Linked DNA regions of Gossypium arboreum: region 2 is linked to region 1. A link is a contact called in public Hi-C data. All regions are on one chromosome and are shown on one strand. Each heading gives the region's core, a stretch centred on a gene start, on an enhancer-like site or on the middle of the called end of the contact. The rest is flanking DNA. Distances are from core to core; before and after follow the strand shown. Region 1 holds the start of LOC108460582 (OVARIAN TUMOR DOMAIN-containing deubiquitinating enzyme 10-like). Region 2 holds the start of LOC108467934.

Region 1 (2,998 bases), core at 384-2,883:
GAGATCTAGAGGGCATGTTTCATTGGGGTTTCTTTGGTCCTTATAGGAGTGATTGGGGTTTTAGCTGACTTTCTGGTAGGTTTGGGACAACTCTGGTGCCACATCTGTGATTCTTGCATGTGGATTAACGGCTGAGTTTCTTTTTTGTTGGATTTTTGCGTGCTCTGGTTGGTTGGTCTCTTTCTCATTGGGACCTGTTGGCGTTTTAGCTGCCTCTATTGCCATCTAGTTGGCTATTGGAACTGCTTATCGTTTGTTTATTTAGGGTTTTGTTTCCAGAGTGGGCGTTTGTATTGGGCTTTTGTTTTGGTTTGCTTTGTTTGGTTTATTTTCTGTTGGTTTCACTTGTTGGACTTACTGTTTGTTTGTTTAAATGCAAGCCCAATTCCTTTTAAAAAAAAGTATGGTATTGTTTTTTTTTTTAAGGGTGAACTACACAAATAGTCAATTAGCTATTAAAACTTTTTTATTTTAAGTATCCAAAATAAGAAGTTTGTAATTTAAGCACCCACGTTACATAGTTTAATAATTTGGTCACTCTTGTTAAAATCACAAATAGCAAGTTGACGTGACAGTTAAAAAATCGATATAATAACAAATTTAGTCCTCAACTTTTACATGTTATAGAAATTTAACCATAATTTTAAAAAAATTAATCCTTAAAATTTACAAATAATCTCAATTTGATCCTACTTCTAAAAATAAAATACATAAATATTTTTAAAATATAATAATAAATTTAAATTTTATATTAATATTAGTATTAATATTAAATAAAACAAAAATTCTCCCATCCTCGTCCCTCTTCTCTCTTGCATCGGACCTCCCCCACCATTGTCCCTCCCATTTTTTAAGCAACCAAGAATGCCTCTTGAAGAATGTAACTTGGTTGCTATTAACATTCACTATACTCATTATCTCTATTTTTCTCTACCTATATTTTTTCTCTTCTCTGTTTCTTCTTAGAAAAAGGAAAAACAGAAAATAAGAGGCGAAAAAATCTCCCAAAAAAAGTTATTTCAATTCCATCTTTGAGAGACAAAATAAAAAGACTAACAACTTTTCATCGCCTTGAGTAGGGGTGAAGGGAAAGGAGACAAGGACGGTGGTGGGGGAGGTTTGAAGGGAGAGAGCAACGGGAGTGGGGGATTTTATTTTATTTAATATTAATATAATTATATTTATTTAATATTAATATAAATATTTATATAAAATATAAATTTATTATTATATTTTTCAAAAAATATTTATGTATTTTTATATATTTCTTTAAATTTTTAGAATTAAGATCAAATTGAGATAATTTATAAATTGAGAGTTAATTTTTAAAATTATAACTAAATTAATATAATATGTAAAAATTTAAGGCTAAATTTATTATTATATTGATTTTTGTAATTGCCATGTCAATTAATCGCTTATAATTGACCAAAATAATTAACATAAGTACTTAAATCATAATTTTTATTTTATTTTGAGTACTTAAAATGAAGATGATGTATAATTTACAATTGTCAAAATAAAATAAACAAATTATTGCAATTTTCATGCAACTCGTAAAATGTTTGAGTTTACTAGCAAATCCAAATGTGGATACAAATATAAAAACTTGAATAAAAATAAGATGAGGTACCTAGTATGATGTTGATGTGAATATGAGAGAGGACGGAGTTGGACTGTTTTGGACCATTTTTAAATTGTATTTTCTCTTTTTCCGAATAACAACCATTTTAAATTGTTAATTGAAATCTTAGGCAATAAAATTGATTTCAAGGCAAAGGTCAGAACCGTCAAATTCGCAGCAACCTAAGCAGATCAAATTCGCAGCCCTAGATCTCGTAATTGCTCCAATTAATGGAAGGATCTCAAACACTTCATTTTGCATAGTTTTCAACTCAAAAACCAATTATTCGCCGGTCTCCTTTAAAAATTCAGAACAACTCATTAAATGGAATTAGAAGATGCCGCTTAAACTCAACGGAATATCACGTCCGCTCGAAACTCTGATCCAACGGTTGAAAGGGCCATCCGTACGGAATCGGATCGGGACTTGCTTGTCTTTTTAACGCCCGCGGGAAACAACAATTTGTTTATAAATACGTCAAAATGAAGCTGTTTTAGCTTTTTCCCCTTTTTTTATTTATGTATTTTTTTTTCGTTTCAAAAAATTCAACGTTCGATCGTTATCTTAAGTCACTCGTGTACTCCATTGTTTCTTGTGAAATAGTTCCTTGTTTGCTTTTGTGTCTTGTTTTTTCCTTTTGAAACTAAAGTTTCAACCTTCCTGGTTTGGTGAGTACTGTAAATTCCAGATCTTTTTTTTATTGTTTTGATTGAATGGACTTGGAAATGATCACCTATTTCTGGGTTTAATTCGTATTGTTTATTAGTGTTTTCTGAATTCTGGGTTTTTTTCTTTTTCATGTTTTTAGGTTGCTTAATGATAAAGTTCGGATTTTTTCTTTTTAATCCTTGTGTTTCTATGTTTGATCGGCTACATCAAGTTTTCATTTGAATCGACGTGTTTTTTTTTTTTTTTGGAAATTTTGAGTTTTGTGCTTTGTGGTTTCCATGGTTTTGTATATGTTATGAAATCGTGTGTATGAACTGTAAATTATATCCAGGCATAAGAGAAACCTTAAAGAATTAATTGTCGTTTTCGTCATTAAATTTTCAGTAGTTTATTCAGAAATGAAACTCTAAGTGGAGAGCATCTTAGAATTGGATCTAGATCAAAGTGTAAATAAAGAAAGTATTTTTATCTAATTTGACTTCGACAATTTTTTATTTATTATCTTTTAAGATGGTTGCTTTAGGATAGAATAGAATTGATTCCACCGGTAAATTTAGAGAGCTAACATTTTTATTCTGTGGTGCAATGAAAATCCACTAAAACAAACTTTTTTAATGTAGTCCTTTTTGTTGCCTTTATTACAAAGTTATTCTTATTTGGGGTTTTGTCTGAAATGAAAAGAATATCTTTCTCATAACTCCTTTT
Region 2 (3,208 bases), core at 337-2,836, 200 kb before region 1:
ATAGACTAGGAAGAACGCATTTGTCAATTTGAAAAGCCCGGGAAAGCAAGTTTCTGACATATTTCTTACCATTTCATTTGACATGAAACAAACACCTGCAAGAGATCAAAAAGATTCCCAGATCAGTATATTCAATTGGCAGAAAAATAATAACCCTCAAATTCAGATGCAAAGTAATAGACATTGCATGTTTCTTGCACATATAGGGAGAAAAACCATAAAAACTGAAGAATGACAATAATCAGAAAAGGTGATTAATCAACAATGCTTCATTTAGTTCATCAAAAAATACAAACAGCATATATGATAGGTGAATCTCTTAAAAATATTTTAACACAAGTATCAATTGGTCTGACGAGACAGTCCTCATTTGAATAAGATGAACCAAAAAAATGGAAAACTGAAGTTCAGTTAACTACCCTGGCCATTTTAATAAAGAAAAAGACTCTAATGCATTAGAATGTACAAAGAATTTCATCCTGCCTATTGATGTGGTCAATCACATTTACTTTCCATTCAATAACTAGAATACTTCAGGCTAGCTAAAGAAAATTGAATCTTTATAAGATTAGAGAAAAAAATAGTACGGAACAAACGGTTCAATCCATGAGAGTATAGAACTCTTCAATTAGAGAAGCTTTCAGCACATACCAACAAGATAATCCTCCAGGTCTAAAGCAAAATCCGAATTGTTCACTGCCAAAACAACCAACTTTCTCATTTGTCTTCATTAGCAAATACAAAAATTACTCGTAAAACCGAATAAATATTCATTACTGAAACATACATCCAAGTTTTTCCTCAGCTTCAGTATGCATAAGCAGATTTCCAGTTTCCAACCAATGCATAAAGGCAAGCAAAGAAACTACCATTTGAGTTTCACTCCTCCAATCCCCATGATACCTAAACACAGTAACACACCCGAACACCACATCAAGAACACAAAAATTTCTACTAAAATAAAATTTGAAATTAACCAAAATCTCCAATGAATCTCACCTGTAATATTGTCCAGGGCATTCCCTAACAACTTCAGCAAGTTTATTGTAAAGACCCTTTAGTACGTTAATCTGAGAATTTGCCTTCTGCAAAACCTCTGTTGATATAAACATATGCGTAAAAATTATAAAATAGGTAATATTCCAAAAACCATATAATTTGAAGAAGCAAAAGAAGAATGTTACCGGGAATTGGTTTAGATTGGTGAACGAGGAGGAGGCTAGCTTGCATGAGCCTAGTCGCCGACTCGATTTCCAGAACGACGGCGCGTATGCGTTCCCGTAAGCTGCCAGAATCTTCAAGCTGGACTCGGAACTTCTCGAACTGTTTCTCCAGAGAAGGAGAGGTTTGCGGCGAGTCGTAATCACCGCCGGCCATGAGAGTGGCGCAGAGAGGGGAACGAAAGGGATGGTTTCTGGAAAGGACAGAGGGAAGCGAAGGAAAAGTGGAAATGAAGGGAGCAATTTGAAGAAGTGAGGGGTTAGGGTTTAAGGAGTAGCGAGAGAGAGTGAAGTAGTAAGCGTTCCGTAACGCTGATTTCATAATTTGAAATTTGTTCACTTTATTTTATCATTTTATGTTTTTTATATATGTGCAGTGCGGTGTATTCCACACCCTACCATTAAACTTTCGCACTGAAAATCAAATCAATTTCTGATCATTTGATCAATCAGTGATGATAAAGTCGGTCCATTTCGTTAAATAAATATTCTAATATTAAATACACTTGAATAAGTAAAGTGAAAAATTTTATTTTTAGTAGGGGTGAGCGTTAAATCTGATCGAATTGAATGGAAAAAGTTGAGTTAATTGAGTTGATGAATCCTATTTTATCATCCTAATTTGATTTAAAATTTTTTCGAATCGAATCGAGTAAGATGGAATTCGAATCAAATCAAATAGTAAATTAAAAAAATAAATTTGTCCACCATAATGTTATTAACTTCCATCCATCCGTAATTTATTTATTAGTCTTTTATATACTTGTCACTATTTTGGTTATTTAGTTATTTCAATTATCTTCGATAAGTTATTTTAAAGATAAAATATGAAATTGATACAAACATAAAATATTTAACATGAATATTTTATGGCATTATCAATAATTCAATTTTAACATATTAATAAAGATTCATCATGATTAAACAATTTAATAAATAAATAATACAAAATGTGAAACTTAATTCAATAACATAAATAGTAGATATAAATTCGAAAAAAAATTTAGGGTTTAAGAGAAAGCAAAAGGAAAAAAGATAGGGATTTGGAGAAGTAAAAGTTTTGGAGAGAAAGTAAAAGAAAAAAATAGTTCAGGGTCTGGGAAAAGTAATTTTTTTATGGGGAAAAAAATTTCAGGGGTTGAGGAAAAATAAAAGGGTTTGAGTGGGGGCGGGGGAAGGGAGTAAAACGGTTTAGTATTTGGCTTATTCGAATTAAAAAATTTAATTTGATTTAAACTTGAAATTCGAAAAAAATTAAGTTGATTCAATTAACTCAATTAATTCAATTCGAATAATTCGAATTTTTTTTTCAATTTTTTTAATCGAATCGAATTTTACTCACCTTTAGTTTTTATCATACCACAAAAGGAAATCCATCAAAGATTAAGGCATTTGCACCTCTAATGAATAAACCATCGCTGCCACGGCCCCCGGGCAAATGTAGCATTTGCTTATCAAAGGAAGCATCTAATAACACTATACAGAGGCGGGCTCCATGAAGTAGTCGAATATTCAAGGCGCTGATTGAGACAAAACATTCTCCTCAGTCTTTAGAGACTCAAAAAATCCTCCAAGCATCACTCCAAATTTGTATGGGGTCAGTATTAATGCTTTCAGACATCCATAAATTCCAACTCTATATTTCTCAACATACCCAAGCTGTCATACTTGTGGTCGAGGAAGACCCAAAATTTAGAAATTGCTCATTTGTCTCAATCCATCAGTTAAAAAAGCTAGAGAAATCAATATTTGTAGGATCATAGTGAAGCGAAGATGCTCTCCAAACCGCTTTTGCAATTCGACAGCCAAACAAAATATGCTCAAGAGATTCAACCTCATCATTGTATCTTGGACACTTGTTTGACAAAGCTCGATAACATTATTACAAGTTCTCTGTATGAAATTCTTAACTCTTAAGGTACCTTGAATTTTCCATATCGAGTTCCAAATTGAGCTTTGTCTATTACTTCTCGAATAAGTACCACCTG

Evidence for each region. A called contact is a pair of places that touch in the nucleus more often than the background predicts.
Region 2: a Hi-C map of leaf shows a contact between it and region 1, with 2.3 times the contacts expected there. The contact joins the promoter of LOC108467934 here to the promoter of LOC108460582 in region 1. A contact is called at or near these places in 2 of 5 Hi-C or Micro-C datasets (both in leaf).

What each region holds. Positions count from the first base shown.
Region 1 is chr4:98,257,580-98,260,577 of ASM2569848v2, reverse strand. LOC108460582 (OVARIAN TUMOR DOMAIN-containing deubiquitinating enzyme 10-like) reads left to right here and starts at 1,633. Exons shown (of 11, transcript XM_053027385.1): 1 at 1,633-2,292.
Region 2 is chr4:98,458,062-98,461,269 of ASM2569848v2, reverse strand. LOC108467934 reads right to left here and starts at 1,586. Exons shown (of 7, transcript XM_017768763.2): 1 at 1,185-1,586; 2 at 1,000-1,096; 3 at 788-903; 4 at 652-696; 5 at 70-95. The coding sequence starts at 1,542.